Regions from separate parts of the Mus musculus genome. Here region 1 is linked to region 2. Evidence: chromatin contacts called from public HiCAR-type data. All regions are on one chromosome and are shown on one strand. The core of a region is the stretch at or near the end of the contact, and the rest is flanking DNA. Distances in the headings are between cores, read along the strand shown.

Region 1 (5,788 bases), core at 726-3,225, 260 kb after region 2:
TCTGCTGGGGGATCCAGACCAGGCTAGACTTATGTGAAACCCCCTTTGTAAAAACAAAAAAAACCAAAAAGATCCAACGGTGTTAGTTCCTTTAGGTCTTTGGTTGTTTTTTCTCTAAATAAGGCCACCCGGCTGCAAGCTATATGACAGCAGAAACCTTCCTCTTTCCTCTCATCACTCCCCAGGATCTAGCCTGACAACACATAGTGGGTATTTTATTGGTTGGATTGATGAGTCCTCTGTCCATCTCTGATACCCCACAGCACTGCACATAGCTTTCAGTTAGACTTAAGTGCACTATGCTGGAGACTGTCTCATCTTGCCCATTATAAAACAAGGAGAGGAGAGACAGGGCAGTACCTACCACATTCTATAGTCTCCAAAATACAACCCAAAGCCCAGAACACATTTGCTGACCTCAGGTTCCCCAGGAAAAAAATCCTTGCACTACTTCCGATTTGATTTTTCAATCGTTTCAAGTCATCCCACACACATCAAGATCAGAAGAATGATAATTTCTCATTCCTTGCTGGGCTCATGGCTTTCCCCAAGCAGGACACCTCTGTGGAAGGGCCCCTCCCCTGTCTTCTGACCCTATTCTAAGACATAGACCAGGCAGACCCTGGGGCACAGAAGCCATGGCGGTCAGGGTTACGTTTTCTACTTCATCTGTAAAGTTCATTCACTGTGGCTTTAGCTATGTGTGACCTGTGGGGCAAGTTCAGCTGGAACTGAGCTGGGAGGTGGGGGAGGGTCTGCTTCCTCTAACTGGAGGGGATACCAGAAGAGTCAGAATACCCAAATGTCGCCTCCTCTGTGGTGGGTGAGATGGCTGTGGGTATTTTTAAATGATGGTTTTGTTCTCATCCCTAAGCTATTCTTTTTATTCCAGGGGATGGACTGTTGACCCAATCACAGAACACAAGCACAATGCATAAAATTGTCTCTCCACCCATTCCCCTTCAGAGGGACCCAGCCATTATGTAAAGAGGCACAAAAGGTTTAATTGGGGCCTAAAATTCCAGGGCAAGGCCGAGTGGGCTGGAAAGTTTAAAAGTGGGATGGTGGGGAAATGTGCTAGGAGGTTTCTGTCCTTTTCTCCGTAATGGTATTTCTTTTTTCTAGGAGAGAAAAGGAGTCTTCTAGATAAGGCCTGCTGGAGGGTTTCCAGAAGAGATAGCTACAAGAAAGATAAGTTCCGACAACTCCGAGGTTTCTGCAGAACCGCTGGCAAAGGGGAGTTCCAACATGCATCAACCCCCTGTAACATACTGTTTACCTGTTCTCCCACCCCACCCCCGCCAGATCATGCCCCCTCCCCCCCAACGGCGGATATGTTGAGGTTCTGTGATGCCAGGGCCAGTTTCCAAAGAAAAACACATCAGAGTTCTATCCAGAGAGCCTGCGGTGCCAATCAGATGCGCCACAAGAAAAACTAACAGAAACTCAAACCGGAAGGGAGTGATGGAAACCTATCAGCAGAAGGTCAATGAGGGCACTGAGAGGCAGGTCTGGGGAGTTAGAGCCAGTGCTAGCCCAATGGATTGACCAATGAGTGTTTCAAACACTAGCGGTGGGGGTTGGGGAGGGGGCGCCTCCAAACCTCAGGATGACAGGTACCCAAGGAAGGGAGTGGAGTCGCAAAAGCAGCTGGTGTAGTGAATTACTTCTCACAGGGGTAGAGGGGCGGCTCAGCTCCTGTATGTTTCAATTTTGAAAAAGGAAAAACAAGACACACTGATAGGCAGAGATGCAACGCATTACAGCCACCCTCCTAGATCTCTGGTTCAGCAACACACACACACACACACACACACACACACACACACACACACACCAGCCCTAGATGTCTGATGTTGCTGCCTCGGGTTTGAGGGACCCTGGAGGTGAGAATCTGACTCAGAACCTAAGCTCCTGCGCATGCACTCTGAGATCCAGAAAGAGCTGGGAGGAACAGAAGCCCTGCTGTTTAGGAGGCCTGTGCCAAGAAGAGAGAACACAAGCCAAGACTGGCCAGAGCCCATTCTGCTGAATCATGGTAAGTACAAAAGGGAGGATTTTAGATGAAAGTGGAAGCAAGACTATTCGGGAAGAGGAAAAGGACCAGTGGGAGGGGGAGGGGAGACTAACTAGAGAAGGTGGGGGGGGGGGGTTCAAAAGTACATTGTATACATATATCAAAATGGCCAACAGAGTGAGTTCCAGGACAGCCAGGGCTACACAGAGAAACCCTGCGTCGAAAAAAACAAAAACAAAAACAAAAAAGATGTCGTAATGAAACTTGATGATTTTGTAATGCATATATGATGGTAAGAAAGGGGACTAAAGAAAGACTTAAATTTTGAAAACAAGGCTGGAGAGATGGCAGTACTGTTAAGACTGGTTACTGCCCCTGCTGGAGACCTGAGTTCAGGTCCCCACCTACACTGGATGGCTCACAGCCACTTGTTAACTACAGCGCCAGGAACCCTGACACCCTCTTCTGGCCATCTTGGGCATTGTGCTTACACACACAATACCAACCCCTGCCCCCTTACGGAAATGAATAAATACAGTGAAATCTTTAAATCTGAAAACAAAAACTGAGGAAACTCCCGGTATCCTTGAGTTATGCCTGAAACTCAGAAGTTAAAAAGAAAAAAGAAAAAAAAAAGAATTTAAAAACCAATCTAGCCTCAGCCATCCTTGGATAAAAATATAAATGATCGTTACCAAGTTTTCCTTATTTTTTGCGATCTTACTCTCTCTTTCCATTATGGGACTAGTTTTTTAAAAGTCTAGTTGAGATTAGAATGCCTCAGGAGGCTAGGCGTGGTACCACATGCCTGTAAGTCCTGCACTTGAAAGGTAGAGGCAAGAGGAGAGCTACAACTTCACATTCAGCCTGGTGTACATATTTCATGGCAGCCCACCGATAATTATAACTAAGACCCTATTGCAAAGAGCCAAAAATCAGGCTGGGGAGAAAGGGAGAAAGCTCTGTCAAGAAGTGCCTTCTGTACAAGCAGGAGGATCCGAGTTCAAATCCTCAGCCCAGATGTAAAAAGCAGAAGTAGGCAGGTGTGTCTATAACTCAAGTGCTGGCAGAAGGAGGACAGAGTACATCTCGGATGCCAATACTGGGGTAGAGCAGAGACAGGCAGATCCCTACGACATGGGTCAGCCAGTCTAGCCTAAGCAGGTTCAATGGAAGACCCTGCCTCAAAACAATAAGGTGTAAATCAATAAAGGAAGACATTTGAACTTGACATCTGGCTTCTACATGCACACAGATATATGTACATGAAGACACACGCTGCCAAAATGAGATTCCAGCACATGGGAAGGCAGGATGACCAGGAGTTCAAGGTCACTGTTGGCCACATAGGGATTTGAAGGCTGGCCAGAGCTTCATAAGACTCTGCCTCAAGACATAAAAAAAAAAAAGAAAATGTCCCCGCGAAGTCAGCCCATCCTGTTCCGCCTGTCGCCCTGGGTATATTGATGCCCATTTCCATGAACCTACGCATGCTGTCATTACGATGCGCTTACATGTATAGATGGAATGCACGTCACAGCCACACGCACAGCCTGGGGGTCATTAGCACTTGGAGAACAAGGAGCTTGCAGTATAAAGTCAGGGTAAATCAGACTGCAAATAGAATCTTGAAAACAGGTACCCAACCTTACCAGCTGAGTTCCAAAAGCCCCATCCTATGCAAGCTGACTCTGGTCTTTAAAAATATAAATAGGAACCTTCTAGACTGAAAAGAAAACGTAATGTATAAATGACTCTGCCATGGCCCATAACCACCATTAATAAATGATAATTGACCTTACAATTCTGGAACTACCTTTGTTTCCCTCATATCCCTAGACAGTTATCCAGCAATAGTGACAGGTCTTATATTATGTGTCTGCCCCATTCCACAGACTTGGTTAAGTCTTGGGATAAAGTAGGAAGGATGTCTCCCTACTATATAGAATGACTCTGTTTCAAGGTGACCATCTGAAACTCTCAGAGGTAGTGGAATGAAGGACCCCCACTGTGTTGAATTGTCTGCAGGAGGCCACTAGTGGTACACAGGTAGGCACAGCAGGCCTGCTAAACCAGGCTGTAAAGAGCATCCTTTATCCTGAGCTGGAAGAAGGGCTCTGGTGACCTCTCACAAGAAACTGCCCTGCAGGGAGAGAACTCCGGCCACTGTCCCACCCTGAGGAGCTGCTTGCCTTTTCTATCACCCCGACCCACCTCAGTTGCCCCTGGTTACTCAGCTGCTGTCTCGGCTTAGGAAACACAGAAAAGCCTCTTCCAGCCACTTCTACTACATTCAGGAGGTAAGGGAAGTCTTAGGTGTGTCCTCCTCCTACGCAGATGCTCAGCTGTATGAAACCAGGATGCTTGCTGGCCCTACAGAGATACAGCTCAGAGGCACTCTCCTTGGGTTTCTGCCATTGTGAGCTAGCAACTACCTCAGGAGCTGAAGAAAGCCAAAATGATGTCTTATCCTTCCATCAAATTCATCTACTGACTCCCAACCATGATACGCCTTCTAGAAATGAGGTCAATTGAAAGTGGCCAGGCTTGGATGAGTCTTAAGGATAGAAATGGGTCCATGGCAGGACGAGGAGAACATGCCTTGTCTCTGCACACCCATAAGGAGTGGGTGCAGAAAGACAGCCCTTACCACAATCCATCTGTGGCATTCTGACCTAGGGCTCTGGCTTCTCCAACTGTAAGAAATTGGGGCTGGTTGTTTACTCTCTGGCAATTTGTTAGAAGATCCAAGTTATAATGAAAAACACCACTCCGTATAAAAATTTCGTTAAGAAAAACAAACACAAAAAGACCCAGTTATCCTCCGGGACTATGTGTGAAGGTGGCCAGTGGATGCCTGAAAGCAAGCCATGCAAACACACTCACACACACACACACACACACACACACACACACACACACGCTCACACACAGAGGGAGGGGAGCCTTTCTATAAATAATATCTAAGATAAAGTTCTATCTACAAATTAAGCACAGAGATTAGCCACAGTGACTAATCCTAAAATAGGTCATCTCTATTGCATTTTTTAAGTTACGTCACCACGGACTTTCTTTCCTTGTATGTATAAGATCCATATATCACAGCCGTACCCAACAAAGAATGAATTCAATCCTGAGTGGGATGACGTGGGATGGTGTGAGATTTCATCACAGCATTCAGAACAGCACACAATTTAAAAGTTATGAATTGTTTATTTCTGGAATTTTCCATTTAACATTTTCAGACTGTGGTTGCCCACGGGTAATTGAAGCCACAGAAAGTGAAGCCACAGATAAGGCAGGGGGTGGGGTGGGGGTAGAGGGTGGCCACTGTGTTCTGCCACAGAGACAGTGCTTCACAGGGCACCATAAGCAAGAGCCATCTGGCCCAGTCTCAACCTCAGCTCCTCCCTGCAAGTCGCCCCAGCAAGTTCCTAAGCTCTTCTGGACCTGTCCCCTGCCTAGAAAACCCAGGTGGCCATCCGAGAGGCTTGTAGTTAAAAGCACTGAAAAATAGGTACGGACATTTGATTTAACTTAGAATGCCAGTCTTGGAATATATTCTCAGTCAGAAGACTCCAAAGCAAGACCCCATGGTTACAGGTCTAACATCCGAATAACCCAGTAAGCAGAGACAGGAAGATCTTGAGTTCAAAGTCTGCCTGACCTACAGAGTGAGTTCAAAGCCAGCCTGGACAACTTAATGAACCTCTGCCTTCCAATAAAAAGTAGAGAGAGAGAGAGCTGGGGACACCAGCTTAGAGCTAGAGC
Region 2 (6,136 bases), core at 1,898-4,397:
TATATAATGTGCAAACATTAATACCACAGGATAAGAAACAATGGCCAAAGACAACATCCTAGGGGTGTTAATGTCTAAGAAATGATTGGAAAGATGAGTAAGAGTTTGTAAATACACACACACACACACACACACACACACACACACACACACTCGCACAAAGATTGAGATAGAGATAGATTATATAGATATATAGACATATAGAGATATAGATATATTGATATTTAGAAATATAAATATATAGATATGGAGAGAGAGAGAGAGAGAGAGAGAGAGAGAGAGAGAGAGAGAGAGAGAGAGAGAGAGAGAATTGCCCATGCCATGCCGTGAGCTTCTGTGGAGGTCAAAAGCTAACCTCAGCTGTTGTTCCTCACCTTCTGCTTGCTTGAGACAGGGTTTCTGATTCACTACTGTGTAGACCATGCTAGCTGGCCTACAGGCTTCTGAGGAATTCTCTTGTCTCGGCCCCCTTTCTCCCTGTAGGGGTGTTCTAGGGTTACAGGCGCTTATGATAGCTAACATGTCTGCCTCTTCTGTGGGCTCTAGGGGTCTAACTCAAGTCATCAGGCTTGTCCTGAAAGCACCTACCTTTTCCACTGAGCCATCTAAGCAGCCCTATTTCTTTGTCTCCTTGTTAGGCTACATCACTTTCTAGTGTTGATAAAAGATCAGAGAAGCCTGCAAGGACCAATCATGCATACAGCTCATGGTTGCTCTCCAGGAGAGCAGAGACTTTTCTTTGAAAAGAAGAGAACACCCTTTTTGCAAAGACAGAGACAACACCCCTAACCCTTGCAAAGGTCTTCTCTGCACATAGCTCTGTAGTTGCACCCCCAGAACAACAGCCCTGTGGTCCATCTCTCCCTGAATATAACAGGACCAGGGGGTTTCCTCCTCCCTGTCTCCTTCCTCCCCTTCTCCCCTTCCAGACAGCCTTGGCCAAGAGCCTGCACCTGCATTGGTCCCAGTGAGGATGGAGGAAAGACTTCCTCTCATGAACAATTCCCTGGCCACAAGCTGGGCCGCCAAGAGGCCCACAGCTTCCTTGGCTGGCTGCCTAAAGGCTTTGGTGTCCAAGGATTCTGTCCTGGGATAGCAGACAGCATGGGGCTTGCTCTCATGGGCTGAAAATTGTACTCTGCCTTAGCCAGAACCTGGCCCTGAGATGGCTGGCTTGTCTCAAGGATAACTGGGCAGAGAAGGAAGATGGAGGAGGCTGTGCAGATTGCTTGCACTACCACCGGAGCACCATCCAGAGCCCATTCTGGTGTGGAGCTTGCATGTTACCCTGCCCTCTAACACAGACTGCCTTGGCCTCAGTTTCCCTGTGTGATGGAGGAGAGGGAATCTCAGTACTAAAGATATCAAGGGTCCCTAGAAGAAAAAGATAAAACTTCTCATTCACTTCACAAGTATTTATGGAGTGCCTATAATGACCTTGAGATATTCCTCTTGGAGTTTACTCAGGTTAAGATTGTAGACGTAGTAAGAGTGTTCCCAAGAGAAAACAATGAGAGCAATAACCACTTTAAAAGCACTGCACATAAATTGATAAGCACAGAGGCTGGCACATAGCCAGGGCACAGTTAGCTATGATTAGTTGAACATCTATTGCTCCACAGCGCTGCCATAGAACTGTCATCCTCCCCTGTCCTCCACCTTGACAATGTCAGTAAGCAATCCACATTCTGACTCTTCTTTAATAAGTGAGGATTGTGGACTCAGAAGATGGAAACAGGCTCACCTTTGGGTAACTAGTGAATAAGAGAGTCAGCTATGGAATGGAAGCCTATAAGGGATTCTCTCAGGCTTTTAAGTGACGTGTCTGTCTATTCAACTGTACATCTTAGGCAGTTCTGAATGAGTTGGGGCAAGGTGTGTGTGTGTGTGTGTGTGTGTGTGTGTGTGTGTGTGTGTGTGTGTGTATGTGTGTGTATGTGTGTGTGTGTGTATGTGTGTGTGTGTCTGTGTGTGTATGTGTGTGTGTGTGTCTGTGTGTGTGTGTGTGTGTGTGTGTGTGTGTGTGTGTGTGTGTGTTCGTGTATGCAACATGAACATAGTCTCTAAAAATACTAAGAGTTCAGACCTGCCAGAGGGAAGGAAGGCAGGCCCCTCTCATTCCTAACTCTGAACCCCAACACTGGGATTTGCATAGTGAGTTTAAAAAGAAGGCCATGCAGAGAAGAACATTGTGAGCCACGATCAGGCAGTAGGGCGCATCGGGAGCCAAATCTGGATCCTTGATGGAACCTAAGCCAAGTGACTGGTTGGGGTTGCTAGGTTATGGAGTACTGGCAGAGAGGGGAGGCTCGTGATGAGGAGGGAATGTACCAGTGGGCTCCTTGGTTATGGCTAAAATCCCAAATTGGTGACTGTCGGGTCTTGGCATCGGCAGCCCTGACTATGTAAAGCTGTTATCACCGTGTTTGCGTTTATTAAAGCCTGTAATTATTATCCTGACTCACGGAGCGCGTGTGCGTCCTCTAAGCCTGGGTCCGCGCATCCTCCTAAGTCACATTTGATCAGCCTGAATGGGGGCCAAGCTTCTTTGGCTAATATTGACGTTGGCAGGGGGCCAGCTGTCCGGGGTTAGAGGAGCTGAAAAGCCTGTTCTCCTTCTCACTTGGTTTTGTCAGGCTTTTCAAAACGTAACTGTTTTGGATCACCCCGCAGTTAAAACTGCATCCAAACCCTGCCCCCCTCCCTTGCCTCTTCTTCCCAGATCCCCTCTAAGCCCCATTGTAGGTGACTTTTATTTTCCAAAATGATTTCCCTTATGCCAGATTTGCTCTTGGATTAGACTGGAAATTCAGAGAGAGAGAGAGAGAGAGAGAGAGAGAGAGAGAACAAAAACAAAAACAGTTACTTTTTCCCTTCCTTTTTGTTCCTCCCAACCCCCCGTAAGTTTGAGATTGTTGTCCTAAAGGGGTAAAACACACACAAAGTAAAAGAACTGGATAAAACAAAAAAAGAGTGAAGAAAATATTAAAAAAGAAAAGGAAATAATTCTGGCATACAGATAGCATGAGAATGAGTCCCTTTCTAAAGGCTTAGGGAATGTATCCCATGTCTCTTTGTCCATGTGTTCTGTCCACGTTGCTAATTACACTTCATTAACAGCAGTCACCAGAGTGTGACATCATGGGTAGTGTCTCCCTGACAACCAGCATCCCGAGTCTTAGATATCCAGCTCCTTCAGTGGCTCACACCATGGTAGTTTGCTCCTCGTGTTCTCAGGTTCCTCATTCCTAACAATACGCTTGGCTGTCCTTGGCGAGCCTCCTGTCTCCTTCCAGGGCTCGCCATCCACGTGACAATTACAGAGTCATCCTCATTTGCTCCTCTCTTTCCCTATCTATCCACTCTTTTAATCTCCCCTCCCCCCTCTCTCCTCGAGTGCCTGTGTGTGTGTGTGTGTGTGGGGGGGGGGGGGTCAGAGGAACATCTCAGGTGTCAGTGCTTTTGCCTTTGCCTTGTTGGAGGCAGGTTCTCTTGCTCACCATCACTATTGCCTACCAGCTTCTAGAAATCCTCCTGCCTCTGCCTCCTATCCCAACACAAAAGACCTGGAATTACAAGCGCACACTATCACATCCATCTTTATGTGGTCTCCCAACCTAGGTCCTTATGCTTACCAACAAGTGGTTTATCCCTGGACCATCTCCTCAGCCCTGTCAATAACACCTTTATCCATCTTTTCTTGATAACACGCTCAGTGCTCATCACTGTAACATTGTGTCAGGCTCCCCTCTATACCTCCTAATTCATTTCTAGCAGAGAATCATTTCTGACCATGGCAGCCTCTTCTTTATGAGCCTTGAGTGATTCCTCCATTCCCTCAAAAGAAAGTCTAAAATGAGCTCAAGGCTATTTCTTCACTTACTGATTTGTTTTTACCTTTTGGAAATTTTATTTATGTATTTATTTAATTATCTGAATCTTTATTTATTTACATAGTCTTTCTGTGTAGCCTAGGAGATGTCCATCAACAGACAAATGGACAAAGAAGAGACAATACCTCTATTCAATGGAATCTTGTGTGTGTGTGTGTGTGTGTGTGTGTGTGTGTGTGTGTGTATGTATATGTATATATATATATACACACACACACATATATGTATACACATATATGTATACACACACACACGTGTTGTGTGTGTGTGTGTGTGTGTGTGTGTGTGTGTGTGTGTGTGTGTGTGTGTGTGTATTTGACACTTGGATAAAAATGGATGCAACTGGAAACATCAGGTTAAATGAAATAAGTCAAAGCGCATAACAAGAAGAACCCATGCTTTCTCTTTTATACAGAAGCTAGATTTAAAAGTGTACATATTTATACATGCATAAAAATAAAGAGAGGATAATGAGAGACAGAGACAGAAAGGAAAAAGTGAGTGGTCATTTCAAATAGCTCTCCTGATGGGGAGTGCAAAGACCTGGATGGAAACCAAGTCTGAGTCACCCTTGGGTCTCTCATTTACCACTGCTCAATACTAATCTTGACTCCCATGATCCTTCGCCCTGAGAAGGGATCATCTTAGCATCCCTTGCTGATTAGGAAATCTCTCCCAGGACTCAGGACTCATTTCTCCGTGCAACTTCTTCTCTCCAGTGTTTAGAAACCCAGCAGGAGGAAAGGACTGTAGTTCTTATGGTCTGTGTTTTTGCCCAGACTTGCCATGTTCCATGGCTCCTCCAACCAAGTCCAGCAGCTGCACAGTAAGCCAAGTTGACAGGGTGTGCAAGAAATACACCAGAGAAAAGAATCAGTTTAGGGATGCCATTCTGTAGGACCATTGCTGACTAGCCTCCTTTTGGCAAACATTTAACATTGAGTGTTAGGAGTAGAGCAGAAAGAAGACAGGAGGACTGGAATGTGTCATGATTTCTTCCTCAAACTCTGCCCCAACCCAGCCTGCTTCCACCCAGCTTCTCCCCTCTCACCGATCAGCCTCATTCACTTCCTCCTCCTTTTAAATCTTTTCCATGAACCTTGACAGAACACTGGGAAATTCCATCACCACGGCCCCAAAAGATAAAAAGATTTTTTTTAAAAAAAAATTCTTTCTTTCTTACTTTTTTTTTAATTGTTACAACTTTTAGTACTTTTAGTGTTTGATTAATTACTTGGTTTTTTTTTTTTTAATTTGTTTTACCTATGTGTTTTATTTTATTTGTCTGTTGGCTGGCTGGTTTTTGGACAAGATCTCATGTAGCCCAGGTTAGCCTCAAACTTATATATAGGCAAGGATGGCCTTAACCTTCCCATACTCCTACCACCCTAAGTACTAGGAATGTATGCATGCATGTTATTATTAGGGTTAGCATGCTCAGTTTATGGGATGATTAACATTGAACCTAAGTATCTATGTCTACTAGATAAACACTCTTTCATAATTGAGGCACACTCACACTCTCACAGAGCTATTTCTGTGGCTTGCTGGGATGGGATGGGCTGACTCTCCAACTTGCAGCAATCCTCTTGCCTCCACCTTCTGAATGTTGGGACTGAAGACACACAGTATCAAGCTCAGCTTCTTTACCACCTTTGATGTGGAAGTATTGAATGGAGTCCTTTACAGAGCAGAGTGATGGCTACAAATCCTTAGGAATGATAACCAGCTGGCAGTGCAGCTTCCCACCCAAACAACGTAGGCTTCAGGAAGGGACTCGGGACTCAGCATAACTATGTAGAGGAAGGTCCCCATCCAGTGTTTGTCTTTGCATTGAGCTACCAATGTTTTTTTTTAAATATTTATTTTATTTTTAATTATGTTTCTCTCCCCCAAGCTCGTGTGTGTGTGTGTGTGTGTGTGTGTGTGTTCATGACAGCAGTGCCTATGGCTGCCAGAAGGAGGGTACCTTATAGATAGAATTATAGGCCATTGAAAGTTGCCCAACATGGGTCCTGGGAAACAAATTCTGATCTTCTGCAAGAGTAGAAAGTGCTCTTATCTCCTGAGCCATCCCTCTAGCCCCACATGTTTGATGTTTGTTTAAAGGGATTAAAGCATACTTTTGGGGGGGATACTTAATGTAAGCAACCTTGGAGCTATATAGTCCCCTTCTACACTTAACAACCCAAAGTTGTTACAATGCCCTGAAATGACTGAAACACCCTGAGATCCCATGTCCT

What was found. HiCAR-type assays count read pairs that join an accessible place to other places.
Region 1: a HiCAR-type map of astrocytes shows a contact between it and region 2, with 2.2 times the contacts expected there. The contact joins two enhancer-like sites. A contact is called at or near these places in 1 of 484 Hi-C or Micro-C datasets (nephron progenitors), 1 of 115 datasets of contacts at active chromatin or transcription factors (astrocytes) and 1 of 9 other capture datasets (embryonic stem cells).

Annotation. Positions count from the first base shown.
Region 1 is chr8:116,370,801-116,376,588 of GRCm38.p6, forward strand. No RefSeq gene overlaps it. Among named protein-coding and RNA genes, the nearest start is that of Gm31278, 21 kb to the left of the region's middle. Within about 2 kb of position 1,976, at least 49 of the 459 cell types and tissues checked have an H3K27ac peak or open chromatin away from gene starts, as enhancers often do. A contact at or near this core is called in astrocytes, where this site is marked.
Region 2 is chr8:116,113,649-116,119,784 of GRCm38.p6, forward strand. No RefSeq gene overlaps it. Among named protein-coding and RNA genes, the nearest start is that of Gm31225, 74 kb to the right of the region's middle. Within about 2 kb of position 3,148, at least 61 of the 459 cell types and tissues checked have an H3K27ac peak or open chromatin away from gene starts, as enhancers often do. A contact at or near this core is called in astrocytes, where this site is marked.